Regions from separate parts of the Capra hircus genome. Here region 1 is linked to region 2. Evidence: chromatin contacts called from public Hi-C data. All regions are on one chromosome and are shown on one strand. Each heading gives the region's core, a stretch centred on a gene start, on an enhancer-like site or on the middle of the called end of the contact. The rest is flanking DNA. Distances are from core to core; before and after follow the strand shown. Region 1 overlaps STPG1 (O(6)-methylguanine-induced apoptosis 2). Region 2 has its middle 25 kb from the start of IFNLR1.

Region 1 (4,940 bases), core at 1,001-3,500, 170 kb after region 2:
TTCTGCTTAGCACGAGGAGGGTGGATTTGCCATCAGGCTCTGTCTGAAATTAACATATATTTTTAAATCATGGCTACTGGTAGGACACACAGACCCTACCCGAAAAGGGGTGTCTGTATAATACCAGTACCCATTCATCTGTGCCTGGAAGAGATCAATCAAGTTTAGGATTATGGAATAGGAATCCCTGGCAAGGGCCTACCTATGATTAATATAGCATCCTTATTTTCGCGATGAGGAAATGGAGATGCAAAGACTTTCAGTGGGTATCCTTAGTGTTAGCCAGCTTGGGAAATAGTGACCCCAGTCCACAGTGACAGTGGGACAGAATTGGGGAGGCAGGGGAGGAAAGCGTCCTTTGGGTTTCTGGGCTAGGCTCGGTCTTAGATTAGGCATGTCTCTTCATGCATGCAGAGTCTGTAAATAATTGTAAAATGTTTGGGGAAGCAGGCTTCACTCCTAGCAGCCGAAATTGCCAGTCCAGACACCGAGCTCAGGAAGGATTCCTTGTACCCAGCAGTCAGATTCTTACGGGGAATGCGAGCTGGGCTGTGGCGCCCTGAGGTGTCTCTGCAGAAGTCTGATTAAGGTAAGTGCACATTTCAGAGGGCACTCATGCTCCACGTTAAAGTTGTGCTAAATGGGTCACAGGCCTGATGTGAGGACACAACCAAGTTATGAGATCAGGCCCAGGGTGTGTACAGTTAATGTTATAAGAAGGGTGGTGAGGCACTGGAGTTTTAAAATCTGCTTTTAATTTGCATTGCCTCACTAAATTATTGGGTGATGTTAAACAGGATTCTTAGCTTCTCAATGCTCAAGTTTCTTCAGGAAGAAGGAGAATTGTGAGTGTGGATTAAGGTATTTTTTTGTCCTGTTTTTACAGCTTAAAGAACCTAAAATATTATAATAACCTGAATAGTATATTTCAGATGAGGAAACTGAAGCCCACAAAAAGTCAAGGGAGTAGTCTAAAGCCACGCAGCTAATAACAGAATTCCGGGGACCTGGTTTATGGATCCCATGCCCTTTCCATAAAGTTCCATACTTATTTACAAAATGCTTTCAAATGCTTAGATGAATGTTTTCATGTTGTCGAACCAACACGACCACGTTTAAAAAGTCTGGATCAAATTTCTGAGCTATTTCTCTCTATATCAGATGCTGCCTATAGCTTTGGCTGGCTGGCACCTTGATTCCTTCAGGAGAACAATTTCTACCAAGTAGAAAGTAGAAATCTCTACTTTTTCAATAGTAGTTGAAAATGCAGACTTTAAAAACCAGACCATTCACATCTCTGGATTTGAGTCTTCACACCGTGATCATCTGGAATGGGGCCTCACACGTGACACGTTCCCCTGTTTTGAGCTTGGTCTGTCCGGGGGAGGCCTTTTGAAAACAGCGCTGGCTCGCTGTCATAGATGGACTTGATGACTTTGCAGGCCACAGAGGGAGGTGTGGTGTCATGTGTAGACAGAGCGTGAGGTTTTGGAGTGAGTTGAGCCTGGGTTTGAGGTCTAATTCTTTCAACATTGATTCAGCAGATATCCATGTGAGGGCTCTTATGTGCCAAATCCTGCATTGTGAGACCTTGGGTGGATCATTTAACTTCCCTAAGCCCCGGTTTTCTCTTCTGTTAAAAGTATAAACCCTTCCTTTTAGCACTGTTCTCAGGATTAGAAATACCGTCTAAAACTGATTTCATAAAAGAAGGGATCGGTAAATGGTGGCTGCTTTTTTTTTTTTTAATTGAAGGATAATTGCTTTACAGAATTGTGTTGTTTCCTGCCAAACGTCAACATGAATCAGCCATGGGTATACCTATGTCCCCTCCCTCTTGGAGGTCGGGCTGCAGATATCAGAGGGATAGACAGTACATGCTCAGTAAATGGATCAGACCAAAAGGGAGAGAGACAAAGAGACAGTTAAAACATAAGAGAGAAGGGAGAAATCTCTTGAGTAAACAAATAGCTTATTTATCACCTTTGGAGAAAACCTACAAGTAATTAAAAATATGTGTGTGTGTGTGTGTGTGTGTGTGTGTGTGTGTATGCACACATGCTATATTTGCTCTTTGGAATCCTAAAATAGCAGAAGTAGAAGGAACTTCCCTAGCGAGCGCTCTTGCTTAAGAAGGAGGAAGCAGGCCAAAGGGCATGTGGCTTGCGAAGGACTCATCTTAGTCCAGGACCCAGACCTCCCCGTTCCCTCTCGCCACCGTGGCCGCGGGGGTAGGATGAAAAACATTTTTAGAATGCAGCTAAAGGTAACTGACATGACGGCTCCTCCAAAAGAATGCTATTCTGAAGGTCCTAGTTAGAACAAGGGAACGATTTTTAAAGGCTCTGGCGTCTGTGAGTTGCTTCCGCCCCCTGCTGGTGAGAGGAGAGAACGTCAGACCTGGGCCTTCAGCGGGTGAAATTTCAAGTTACCAGGGGAACACCTTCCCGAGGAGCCACAGAGAATCTTCCACATCAGAGAGGAAAAGAGGCACAGATATCTGGGGAAGAAGGTGAGACTGGGGGAAATGCAGAAACATTATATAGCACACTGCTGAAGCTTAAGAAAAAGAGTGGATGTACCACCACAAAGGTAATTGTGCATTTATTGTGTGTGTGTGTGTGTGTGTGTGTGTGTGTGAGTTGCTCAGTTGTGTCCAACTCTTTGCGACCCCATGGTCTGTCCATGGGGCTCTTTGGACAAGAATACTGGAGTGGGTAGCTGTTCCCTCCTCCAAGGGATCTTCCCGGCCCTGGGATCAAACTCAGGGTTCCTGAATTGCAGGCAGATTTTTTGCCGCCTGAGCTACACAGCTCGTTTATTATTTGAAGAAAGTCTTGTTAATTCCTGTCAAGTTTTGAATAAGGCTGAGGAGAGAGGGAGGAAAGGATTTTTTACTTTTTACTTCATATACCTTTCTGTTAATTTTTTTTTTGGTTTCAGTATGGCCCAAGAGACCAAAAAAATTTTAAGAAGAAATGTATTTTTAAAAATTATTATGAAAATGAAAAATACAAAAATCTCTGGTATATGAAGTAAAATCACGTTGTTTCCCGCTGGACTTCATACCCTTTCAGCTCATTCTTAACAATCCGGACGGAGCACAGCGGCGTAGAGGGCGCTGCGGCTCCTTGGGTGACACTGCCCTCTGCTGGTCATGGGGACAGACTCACTAAAATCCAGACTAAAAGTAAGACAAGGTCGTTCATTTCGTTACCTGTTTGTGGTAAAATCTCTTGGCTTGACTATTAAATCCCTTCTTTTCTGATTCTGGGATTATCAAAGGCTGATATTTATAAGGAATGGAGGATTGTGTTGGATACGCAGCAGTAAAACCTAAACGATAAAAACAGAATAAAAATGAGCTCAAAACAAAGAATGACCGACACGTGCAGAAAACACAGAGCTACATGTTAACATTTTATTCTAAGTGGAATAAAAGAGAAGCCTGCCTTTGGACAAGAGCTAAACGTGAAACTGGATTTTTTTAAAGACTCTATTGATAATTTTTTGGTGTTCCCTCCTCCCCCTCCCCGCCCCCCGCCCCCCCCCCCCCCAAGCTCTTACACTAGTGTTGGTCTCACAGCCAAAGCATTTTGTCCCAGAGAAGGGGAAGGATCCGACAGGAAAGGCATTCTTGCCAAGGAGGAAGGGGACACAAAACCATCTGGGGCAGCCTTGAAGAGAAGCCAGGCCGGGGAACAGAGAGCCCTCACTCTTCTTAAGCCCAGTCGCAGGTGAGCAACGCTCGGTAACGATACAGAGAGGCTGATAAATCTCAGAAAGGGCTCCCGGCCACTCTCCAGCACACAATGCAAGACAAATGTAAGTTTAAGTGCCTGCTTTGGGCAGACTTGGGGTGAAAAAGCAGAAGAGGACCATTTATAGAAAACAAGTTTTTATCTGTGTGGATTGTGAGGTGTCAGTGATAGATAAACTCCCCCTTTTCCTCCCTCCCACCCCCCACGGATGGTGCAGAGGAGAGACAGCTGCACAGAGGAAGGGTCCTGGAGGCCTGCACTGGGCTCCCCTCGAGCAGTTTCCGAGCGTCGATCAGCACAGGCACGCGAGAAAGCTCCACAAGGCTGGGAAAAGACTCAACTGAAACATCAGAGTGGGACAGTGAGGCCTGAACAGTGGGAACAGCAGCCACTCCCGTCCCCACAAGTCAGAGTGGAAAACTTCATAATTCGCGCAACAGAGGGAAATACGCAGAAGGGTTTTGCCTCAGAGACAGGGCAGAATTGCGTGCTGTGCGCTCAGTCACGCCGGACACTGTGCGGCCCCATGGACTGTGTAGCCCGCCAGGCTCCTCAGCTCATGGAGTTTTCCAGGCAAGAATACTGGAATGGAGTATTCCTTCTCCAGGGGAATCTTCCTAACCCAGGGATCAAACCCTTGTCTCTTGCGTTCTCCTGCATTGGCAGATGGCTTCTTTACCACTGTACCAGCTGGGAAGCCCAGGGCAAAATTACCCTTAGACTAAGTGTTGCTCTGGTTCCAGCTAGCAAAACTTAAAAGCAAGACTCGTAAAAGGTCAAACTGTTTCCAAGTAATTTAAGTGCATCCCAGAACAAAGCATAACAATTTATAGGACTACTAAAACATACAGTACTCAACAGGTAAAACTGTCCAGCATTTGACTAAAAAAAAAATGATGGGCACGCAAAGAAGGAAAAAAATGCAGTTCACAATGAGGAACAAATAAACACGTGATTAAATCTAGCTCAGAAATGATGGAATACAAGAACATTATTACATTATTAATAAAACATTATTACAATAATAATTGTATTCGATATGTTCAAGAAGCTAGAAAAAAGATTGAACACATTAAGAAGGTACATGGAAGATATAAAGATCCAAATCAAGCTCCTGAGGGTGAAAACTAAAAAGTCTGAGATTAAAAATACACTAGATAAACGGCTTCCCTGGCAGTT
Region 2 (4,794 bases), core at 1,875-4,374:
AGGAGGTGCTGATGAATAAGCTGGGGGTGGCAGTGGGAGGGGGTGTGAGGGAAAACAGGGGAATCCAGAATGACTCCTGGACTTTCGCCCTGAGCACCTTTTACTGGGTTGCAGAATCTGGGGAATTAACAGCGGTGGAGTGATGATCAGAGTCTGGGGGCATGCTAAACTCAAGACATCCAAGACAATGAGCAGACAGGTAGAATATGAACCCAGCCTAGGGCAGGGGTCTGAAGAGGTACACATCTGGGAATCATCAGCTTAGAAATGGGACCAGGGAGGCATCTAGACTCCTGGCCCTGTGCTCTTTCCACTGTTTCTCTTTCTGTCTGGCCCTTTCTTGCTCTCTCAGATCCCTGGCACATCCTCTCAGGAGCAAGCAGCTGGGTGGGTCTCTGGGGTGACACAGAGCCCTGCCCACCATTTCCCCCACCTGCCCTGGCCCTGTTCCCTTGGCAAACAGCCCTGGGCCCCCTGGGCTGCTGTATTTCAGAAAAGCGTTCCAGTTTGGCAGAGCAAATACAGCCGAGGAGAAAGGCAACACCTTGCAAAATCGCACCAGGCCCTCAAAGGAGAGTTTTCTTGGTCTTTTCTTTAACTTTCTCATCTGGCCTCCAGCCAAGAATGTGTCCTGTATTTTCTTCCTTGGTCCCTCCCCACCACCCACCCCATCCCTGGTGTCTGCAATTCCCAGAGTGTTAATCTCCCATCACGAGACTGGGAAATCTCAGAAATGGCCTGGAGCTGCACAGCTGGCCTGGGTCCCTCCTCTGCCCTCCCACAAAGCCCTGGCTTCCAGTGGAGTGCCTGGAAGGAGTGTGGGCCCTGGAGTGGGCGTGCCTGGACTTCAGTCCTAGCATGTGGCTGTATGACCTTCGGCAAGTTACTTCCCTCTCTGTGCCTCAGTCTCCTAATCTGTGAAATGGGGACAATAATAGTACTACTTGACAGGCTTGTTGTGAGGTGTGCGTGAGTTAGTATAGGTAAAGCCTAGAATGGTGATAATTATGATTTCTCTGGGTTAGGTCAAGATAAAGTACACAGGCCCCAGAGGGGTACTGCCTGAGTTCAACGTCCAGCTCCACGACTTTCTACTTAATCCCTGAGTGCCTTGGGTTTTGTCTGGGGCAGAGCTGTCCTCACAGGTGCGGGGGCCTATGCCGGTGCTGCAGGCAGAGCCCTTACCAGCGCCTGACATGCACCCTGAGTGCTCTGTGGATGTTGACTTAATGGGAAATCAGTGTGCTTTCTTATCTGGGCTTTCTAAATCTGGCCCAGGCCTCTGACCTCCTCAGCCCAGGCTGAGATCACTCCCTGGCAGGCTTCTCTGCCCAGACTTATCTTGCTGATGCCTGAAATTCCACCATTATTGCCTCACTTCTTTGGCTTAACGCTTTGCCATCATTAAAATGCAGATAGCCAGGGAAAGGGTCACCAGTTCTATATTCTGTCTTTTATTCCTCAATGTGAGGAGAGTCATCAGCGATTTTCCTAAGAGGGATAAGGGAAGGAAAAGCATGCTCTCCCATCATGCCCCCTGCCCTGGGCTTGACCCCAGGCTCTCCTGTTGCCCCTGAGGGGAGTCCAGTCTCCTTGCTCTGGCCCCCCACAAACCCTGCCAGGATCTGGTCCAAGCCCACCTCTCAATGTGCATGCCCCACGTGACCCCTTGGCCAGCGTGGATGTCTTCTCACCCATTGTTTGGGCTTTCTGGCCCCAGTGTCTTTGCTCATTCGAGTCCCAGCACATAAACTATACCCCATTCTACTTGTAGTGTTCTTCACCTCTCTTGGAGGGTCTGCATCATGGCTCCTGCGCCTCAGCACTCCTGACGTTTGGGGCGAGATAACTCTTTGTTGCGGAGACTGCCCCACAGCATGCAGGGTGTTTAGCGTCATTGCTGGCTCCTACCCACTCTTGCGCCTCTCCACGTGTGGCAGCCCCAAGTGTCTCCAGACACTGCCCAGTGTCCCCTGGTGTGGGTGGGGTTGAGAACCACTGGTGTATAATGTATGACAAGGGGTTTGGAGTTGGCTAGACCTTGGGTTCACAGCCTGCTCTGCTTCTGCTAGCTGGGGGACGGGTGGTTCGTCTTGGTTTGCTCAGCTGCAAAATAGGCACCAGAAATCCTGTCTCATAGACAATATTTTAAATTTATTTTTATTCATTTATTTAGGCCATGCTGTGTGACATGCGGGACCTTAATTCCCCAACCAGGGATCAAACTCATGCCCCCTGCAGTGGAGGCATGGATTCTCAACCATTGGACTGCCAGGGAAGTCTCCAGACAACATTTTAAAATGATAACTGTTGCAAGGTTACATTGATAGATGCTTGAAAATGTGAAGCAAAGATTCAAATGGCAACCATGCCATCTGCTCAGACTAAATTCATCCCGTCTCCTTTTTTTCAGGAAATGCACCCCTGGCCTTCTACCCAGTACTGCCAGGCCCCAAACTCTGGAGGCTTCTTTGATTTCTACACCCCTCCATCTGTCCATTTGCAAAAGCTTTGAGCACCTCCCAAACCAGTCCCAATACAGCCCTTCTACCAACTTCCACTCCTCTCATCACCCCAAATCTCCACTGTGGGCATCACAGCAGCCTCCCTAACAGCCTCCAGATTCCACGCTGTCTAGTCCACCATTTACACAGCAGCCAGAGGGCTCTTCTTACAACAAACTCGAGTTAAACCTTAGTTAACCTAAAACTCCATCCCAGGACCTCTAGAGCCTCCTGCTTGGCCCTGCCTTCCCTGCCCCGTGCCCAGCGGACAGCATCCTCCCTGGTCTCTTCCTGTTTCTCAGACAGCACTGTGACCACTGCTGTCCCACCAAGGCCTTCACACTGGTGGACACCCTGCCTGGCACGTGGGCCTCAGTGCTTACCTGGCTGGCACCTTCACACCCATTCTATCCCTGTTCCAGTGCTGTCTGGGGACCTTGCTTGAGTCCCTACCTGCAGCAACCTCCCCCACCCCAGTTACACTTGGCCCCTTTATCCCACTTTATTCTCTTCACAGTCTTTATCATGATCAGAAACTATGCTCTTTATTTATTTACTACCTTGCCTGTTAATAGTCTTCCCCAACCAGAACGGTCAGCTTCTTGGGAGAGGAGTCCTGTCTACTGTTACATCCTCAGGGCCAAAGACAGCACCTGGCACACAGCAGGCATCCAAGAAATGCTCGATGGATATGTGAATCCAGTTGTAAAATTTCATCATCTTTCAAATGCAGCCCAGAGGCCACCTGCCTATAGCCCATCCCTCAGTGGGAGCCATATTCCTCTCCTCTGAGCCTCTGAAGGATCTGTATCTCTCCCTTGGCTGAATCACTTGGCCCTGTTACTTTCTTTTTATTAAAAAAAAAAAATTATTAGACTGTGCTGGGTCTTACTTGCATTATGTGGGATCTAGTTCCTGACCAGGGATCAAACCGGGGCCCCCTGTATTGGAAGCACAGAGTCTTAGCTACTAGGCCTCTAAGGAAGTCCTGGCCCTGTTACTTCTTTATGGAAAACGGCCCGTTTCTCCAGATGTACTGTGAGCTGGAGGGCAGGGATCTGGACAGGCTTATTTCTGTATCCCCCGTAAGCTTGGCACAATAAATACAGATGGGGACAGTGAGTACTTAGGGAGGAGTAAGAAGGGCTCTGTGATTTGCTGATCATTTCTGGAGCTTGGCAGACAAACTTCATCTCCCCTGCTGTAGCAGATTAAAGATGGCTGCAAATTCTTTGACTTTCCTCCCATGGAGAGGTGGGGTCCAGGTCCCCTTCTCTTAAACCTAGATGGGCCTGTGACTGCTTTGACCAACAGAACTCAGCAGAAGTGCCCTTCTAGGCCCTGGCTCAGGCCTTGAGAGACTGCAGCTTCTACTTGCTGTCAGGTGGAATTTTGAGCTGTGCCATTGACAGGTCTTACTACCCTGGGTGGTGAAGTCCCACACAGAGGTCCCAAGACTGCATGGAAAGGGAGAGCAACCCACTGGGGCCCAGCCAGTGTCCATCAAGTCGCCAGGAATGTGGGTATTACTGAGGGCCCTGCAGATGAGCCCAGCTGCCAGCTGCATCAAGCAACCTCAGTAACACCATGTGGAGCCAAAGTATTGCTCCACCGACCCCTGCCTGAATTCCTAACCCACGAAATCATGAGACGTCATAAAATGCTTGTTTAAAATCACTAACTTTGGGGAATTTTCTGGTGGTCCAGTGGTTAGGACTCGGCGCTCTCACTGCCGGGGCCCTGGGTTCAATCCCTGGTCAGGGAACTAAGATGCTGCAAGGGGCCTGTGATCTATTAGTGATGTCTGCCATGGGTACAGAGGGGAGTAAAAGGGGTTATCACCTGTGATTCACTTTTCATATGTCTGGCCAATTCATGTTGCATACAGCTAACACATGATTTCGTTTAACCCTCATAGGGTAGGGCTTACCATCTGTATTTTGTTTCCTGTGTTTTTTTGAATCTGTATTTCCTTATAAATATGGAAAGTGAGGAACAGAAAAGTTACATAGCTTGCCTAGCAGTTTACTCAGCTCATGGGGCAGAGGAGATTCTGGGGCGCAAAGTCCACTAAACAAAGCAAGAACGCAGGCGTTTCCCCAGAGGCAAACCTCCCGTCCTTCCTGATTGATGGCTGACCCCTCACCCGCTCTTCTGTTTGCTAGCGCTCAGCCCGGCTTTACTCTGGGACTGAAAAGAGTTGGCACTTAGCCAGCGTCACCAGGGCCCCAGAACTACTGACTTTCCCCGCCACCCCCCGCTTGTCATGGGAGGCTGGTGCTTAGGTATC

Evidence for each region. A called contact is a pair of places that touch in the nucleus more often than the background predicts.
Region 1: a Hi-C map of liver shows a contact between it and region 2, with 2.9 times the contacts expected there. The contact joins two enhancer-like sites.

Annotation. Positions count from the first base shown.
Region 1 is chr2:7,419,426-7,424,365 of ARS1.2, forward strand. STPG1 (O(6)-methylguanine-induced apoptosis 2) reads right to left here. Exons shown (of 10, transcript XM_005676845.3): 4 at 3,218-3,336. Among named protein-coding and RNA genes, the nearest start is that of STPG1, 19 kb to the right of the region's middle. Within about 2 kb of position 2,251, at least 1 of the 5 cell types and tissues checked has an H3K27ac peak or open chromatin away from gene starts, as enhancers often do.
Region 2 is chr2:7,243,632-7,248,425 of ARS1.2, forward strand. No RefSeq gene overlaps it. Among named protein-coding and RNA genes, the nearest start is that of IFNLR1, 25 kb to the left of the region's middle. Within about 2 kb of position 3,125, at least 1 of the 5 cell types and tissues checked has an H3K27ac peak or open chromatin away from gene starts, as enhancers often do.